Regions from separate parts of the Mus musculus genome. Here region 1 is linked to region 2. Evidence: chromatin contacts called from public HiChIP or PLAC-seq data. All regions are on one chromosome and are shown on one strand. Each heading gives the region's core, a stretch centred on a gene start, on an enhancer-like site or on the middle of the called end of the contact. The rest is flanking DNA. Distances are from core to core; before and after follow the strand shown. Region 1 holds the start of Ern1 (endoplasmic reticulum (ER) to nucleus signalling 1). Region 2 overlaps Ern1 (endoplasmic reticulum (ER) to nucleus signalling 1).

The links. HiChIP or PLAC-seq counts read pairs in DNA pulled down with a chosen protein or histone mark.
Region 1: a contact with region 2 is called in an H3K4me3 HiChIP or PLAC-seq map of the 230-238 cell line, with 47 read pairs. The contact joins the promoter of Ern1 here to the enhancer-like site in region 2. A contact is called at or near these places in 20 of 39 promoter capture datasets (the 3T3-L1 cell line, 3T3-L1-derived adipocytes, the C10 cell line and 12 more), 2 of 15 datasets of contacts at CTCF or cohesin (CD8 T cells and large pre-B cells), 115 of 484 Hi-C or Micro-C datasets (the 3T3-L1 cell line, 3T3-L1-derived adipocytes, B cells and 76 more), 42 of 115 datasets of contacts at active chromatin or transcription factors (the 230-238 cell line, CD8 T cells, DN3 thymocytes and 31 more) and 5 of 9 other capture datasets (adipose tissue, bone marrow-derived macrophages, liver and 2 more).

The regions. Positions count from the first base shown.
Region 1 is chr11:106,486,366-106,489,065 of GRCm38.p6, forward strand. Ern1 (endoplasmic reticulum (ER) to nucleus signalling 1) reads right to left here and starts at 1,431. Exons shown (of 22, transcript NM_023913.2): 1 at 1,252-1,431. The coding sequence starts at 1,311.
Region 2 is chr11:106,429,307-106,432,006 of GRCm38.p6, forward strand. The region is part of intron 4 of Ern1 (endoplasmic reticulum (ER) to nucleus signalling 1); the gene reads right to left. Among named protein-coding and RNA genes, the nearest start is that of Icam2, 48 kb to the left of the region's middle. Within about 2 kb of position 1,260, at least 46 of the 459 cell types and tissues checked have an H3K27ac peak or open chromatin away from gene starts, as enhancers often do. A contact at or near this core is called in the 230-238 cell line, CD4 single positive thymocytes, CD8 T cells and 18 more, where this site is marked.

The DNA.
Region 1 (2,700 bases), core at 181-2,680, 57 kb after region 2:
TTTCTTTTTAATTAGGAGAAGAAGAAGAAAACAAAACAAAAACAAAAAAACAAAAAACACCTAGGGTCTACCATGAAGAAAACGCATATAAATTTCCGTTTGGAAAAAAACAAACCAACTTGAATTTGAAAAAGTAGACCTTCTTTAATACTTCAGTAGTCTCTAAATTCTAATTTGTTATTCTGAGAGCACAGACAATTATTTACCTACAAGGCATAAGAGTTCAAAGAGTTGGCCGCGGCTGGCCCGCGGGTCTCCACACATGTCAGTCTTCCACCAGGACACCTGGTACATGATATGCCATATTAAAGGGAACACGGTACCTTCAAAGAGGTCATTAAATAGAACCAGCACAAGTGTACCATGCCCACATCCTGAAAAGTGCATTTTAAAAAAATTTTAAAGCCCCCAGTTCTTCCAACCAGAAGATGAAAATAGCCATGTCCGCCTACAAAATGTCCTCTTTAGCCAAAGTGTTCAAATCCTGAGTGGATAAAGAGTTAAATAAATATAAACCGATATTCTTCTCAAAAAAAAAAAAAAAAAAAGCGAAGACGTTTCTGACGGCCCCGCACGTGAGACAGCTTTAAGTTTTGCAGTACAACTCTGGCCCACACACCGGGTCTTTAAAAGGATCCAATGCCCACAGCTTAACTTGTTTAATGACACCTTCACTGTCTAGCAAAATTACTAGTAGGAAGCCCCCTGCCTCCGAATACAAAGAAACCTTCGGGTCAGGTAGGCAGAAACCAGCGGCGGCTGGCTAAAAACGCCGTGCCCATTCCCGGCTTCAAACGCTTTCCAAAGTCTCATTTAAAAACAAAACAAAACAAAAAACTTTCGAGTAAAGACTCAAAACTCCAGTCCACCACCCGCTTCCCCCGGCTTCGGGTGTCCATCCGCGGCCACGGCGGCAGTGCGGGCGCCCACCTGTGGAGACCGCGGGGCAGGTGGGCAGCGCGCCCAGGGCCCGGCCTTTGGGAGACAGCTCCGAGTCGCGCGCGTCCCGGGCCGTGGAGCCGCTCGCGGTCTGCCTCGGCCGCGCTGGCCCCGGAGGCGCCTCCGGAGGCGGACGCCAGTGTGTGGCCGGCCGACGCAGCTCCCACCGCCAAGCCTCCCGCAGCTGCCTCAGCCCAGGCGCCGGGCCTCCCGCCGCTGCGGCCCGGCTCGGACGCCAGCCCCCGCCACCGCGCGACTCTCCTCTGGCCGCGAGCCGGCCCGTCCCCGCACCGCACTCCCCTGGTTACTCACCCCGGGGCCGGGCGGCGGTAGCAGCAGCGCCAGCAGGAGCAACAGCCACCGGGCCGGCATGGCAGGACGTGGCCCTGACTCCGGGCCCCGCCGGCCGGTTCTGGAGCCCGCGCGAACAGAGGGCTGGACGGGGGCGCCGCAACGACAGCGCGGCACCGGCGGAGGATCGGTGGACACGGAGCTGACTGGGCGGCGGCGACACCCCCATTCCCAGCCCTATAAGTGCCTTGTGTCCCGGCTTCTTCCGGTCGGGGCGGGCTTTAGGGCGGTCCCGGGGGCGGGGGCTGTGAGAGGCGGAGTCACTGCCTGGATGGGGAGGAGCCTATGTTGTTTTGTGGGCGTGGTAAGAGTGGGAGGGTGGGGTTAGAGGCCAACGCGGTGCTAGCTTCTAGCTGCCTCCTATCCTGGGCGCTAGAAGCCGAAGACCAACTCTTGGCTTTGGGTATTTGTGGACGCTGTGCTTCTGAATGAAGAAGCTTGTTCGCAAGCCAAGGGAAAATGACATGTTGCCCCACAGGAAGTCCCACTCGCCCGATGAAGAACCCGAGGCGCCAGGCTTGCCCACAACCCTCCGTCTCCCTGCTGCCGGCCACCACTTACAAGGGTTGTCTAAGCGACCTCTAGAGCAGAGCAAGGGTTTCAGCAGCTGGCGGAAATTCGACCCTGAGACGCAGCCTTAGAGTTCACTGACGAGGGTCCTCCAGCTGTGCCTCATCCAGCCCGAAGGCCCCTTTCTTCCCTAGCCTTGCCCCTCAGGAATTCCCCGAAAGTCATGTCCAGCAGCCATCCGTTCCTCTCGGGATGAACAACAGCCAACTCATTCACCAAAAATTATAAGGAAATCATGCGGGCCTCTCGTGTCACATGTGTTTATGTGACCTTTGTAGATGTGGCCTGGTGAAGCTTGAGAGGACATGTGTCACAACTCTTTGGAGGTGGGCTGAGGACTCCAAGGTCTATTTAAGGGTGTGGATTATTAATCAGAACTAATGAGCCCAATAAGTTGTTTGGTCACTGGGTCCCAAGCTGCCCTCCTCTGAGTTGGAAGAGGGAGAACTTGTTTATAATAGGAAAGACAAAACATTCAGTGCTCAAGGAAAAAGTAGCTTATTATTCTAGTAGAAAAAGGGAGTTGCTGGGAGTGTAGTTCTGTTGGTACAGCACTTGCATAGTCTGCGAGAGAGGTACTGGGCTACATCTCCAGCCCTCCCAATATTGGATGTGTTGCCTCACACCTGAAATCCCAGCACCCTGGGGGTGGAGACAGGATCCGAAGTTCTAAGTAATCCTTGGCTACCTAGTGAGTTTGAAGCCAACCCAGATTATGTGGGGCCACGGGAGAACCGGAGCAAATTCTCTGTTTCCCCTGGCTTGCTCCTTTGACAGCCCGTTGGAATTTTCAGGTTTTTGAAGAGAAAAGGTTATCCTAGGGGGGGAAAAAACCGCAAA
Region 2 (2,700 bases), core at 10-2,509:
GAACTCTGTACACCAACTCATTTATTTGACACAGGATGTACAGGTCCCTCGGGTCTCCTGTCAGGTATTCCCTGAGGGTGCCATAAACCTTTTCTAAGATCACACAAATATGAAGAGTTACAGTCATGGCTTTTTTTTTTTTTAATTGAGACACAGTTCCTCTGTGTAATAACCCTGACTTTCTTGGAACTCCCTCTGTAAACCAGGCTGGCCTCAATCTCACAGAGATCCATCTGCCTCTGCCTCCTGGGTGCTAGGATTTAAAGCATGTACCACTATGCCTGGGCCCTGCCTTGGATATTTTAAGGGAGAAAGAAATCTCCTGTCTTTCAAATCTGACCCAAAGACAGCCAGGCTAGGAAGAATGGCAATGCCTTTACCATGTCATTGATGCTGAAAAGAAGCAACTTAGAAGGAAGTTCAAGCGTCAAGGGAAGGAGAAGCCATGATGGTTGCATGGGCAAAGCACAAAGGCCTGAATTTTGGTGTTTTCTTCAGTAAGTAGCCTTTGGGTTATAAAAAGGAAGTTATGGTAGGTGCTGGGAAAAGAAACTCCCAACGTTTCAACACATTTCATCATAAACTGCTTCTTCCGAGCCCACAGCTGACCTCTGATGCCCTCCTGGCCACTGCTTGTTTTGGTGAACTTTATTTTTGGAATGGGCCCTGAAACTATGCAGATACCCACTGTTAGCTTCTACTACGCTGTGACCTTTTCTCCAAGCAAGAACAGATTTCTTGGTAGTGTTAACAAACAGAACCATAGGTAGTAATGATCTGCATTTTCCCATCATTCCAGCATTCAAACTAAACCTTAGAAAAGGGAAAACGCCAGCAGAAGGTAGCAATCCCTAGAGCTGGCAGATATTTCTGGAATCAGAAAGTCCTTGTCAGTCCAGCACTCTGGAGTCCTATGCTCCAAGACAGACACTACCGCAGCTCTGAGAGCATCCTTGGGAAGTCACATCTCCAAACACCAATCCTGTAAGCTGTGGTCTTAGTACACTCTTGACTTGTCTTTTCTATATCTCTAAAGTGATCAACACCCATGGACTAACAAGAAGTTCAAATGCAATGACTTACTCCAATCACTCCATACTATTTCTAGCAAGCAAAATGCTTAAAACACAGGTGTGTTTCATGTGCTGTGGAGAGAAACCAACACAAAGACGTGAACGGTGAAGTGCATGCAACTCACCCCCAGGCTTGCCTTTGTTCGCATCAGCCCCAGGTGCTCGAAACCTAATTTTAAAATACCCATTTGGGAGCCCACAATACACTTAAAAGTCTAGACCAAGGGTTTCCATCCTTGGCTGCACCTCAGAACCACATGAAGGCTTTTCAAACTTCCGGGTGAAGCATAACATACAAGCAGGATGGGATTCATAAACATAGCTCAGTAATTTGCAGCAAGTAAACATATCTGTCACTAACATCCTTATCAGACAGAGAGAGAGCATGTCAAGCTCTTTGGAAAGCCCCTCCCTTTGTACCCTTTTGTTGCTATTAACTCTCTGGAGTAACTTTATCTTAATTCTAAAACCAACAGAATCTATTTTGTTCAGGTTTTGAGATCTATAAAGCAAATTCTTGAGTATGTAGCCTGTTTTGTCTGTCCTATTTTGTTTGCTTGCTTGTTTTTTGAGACAGGGTTTCTCTGTGTAGACCAGGCTGGCCTCAAACTTACAGAGATCTGACTGCCTCGCTGGGATTAAAGGTGTATGCCACCTGAATGACTACCTCACAATTTATTTCTCCATTCTATTTATTGATATACTTAGTTACATTCTGCATTTTGCATAGAATAAGCAGTAGGGGGTGAATAAATGTCTGTCCTGGTTGGGTTTTGTTCTTTGTTTGTTTGTCAACTTGACATGGGCTGAAGTCATCTTAGAAGGAAACCCCAACTGAAAAAAAATATCCCCAACAGATTGGCCTGTAGGCAGACCTGTGGGGCATTTTCTTGATTAAAAGGGAAGCCCCCCTGTCCCATGGGTGGTCCCATACCTTAGTAGGTAATCCTAGAGTGTATAGGAAAGTAAACTCAGCATGCTAGGAGGTGCAAACCAGTAAGCTGCATCCCTGCATGATTTCTGCTTCAGTTTCTATCCGAGGAGCTCCTGCCTGGCCTCCCTTCAGTTCCAGAGTGGGAACTGAGAGCTGTGGAAATTAAATAAACCCTGTCCTCCCGAGTTGTTTTTGGTGCTGGTCTTCACACAGCACTAGAGACCTGGTAAGACAATGTCTTTTGGGAGAACACATCCATGTATTTCTCTTGGGCACATGCCAGGGATGGTATTACTTGGTTTTAGGTTGAAGTGGAAACTTCTAGTTCCTTTGGAAAGTCAGTTATGTCAAGTGATGTTTTGCTAGGGCACACAGGTAAGAGGATGTTTTAATATAGCAAACATATAAAAGGACCCATGATGAGTATAAATATGACCCCACAGTCAGTGGGGGATGACCACTGAGCATTGGTTTGGTTTGCTCTACCTCACTATTCTTTGATAATGACACGCATGTATTGGTTTGCCTTACATAGAATTGTTGAGCTCCATTTGTGATAAAACCACCACTGAGAGAAACCTGCCAAAGAACTCCTTGTGAGATTCACCTCAGGCCTGTTGGGGAGCCTGAGGTTTCTTCAGGATGGAACTACAGGGGCTGGTTCTTGTGTGGTGTCTGCTGCCTAGAGGACTG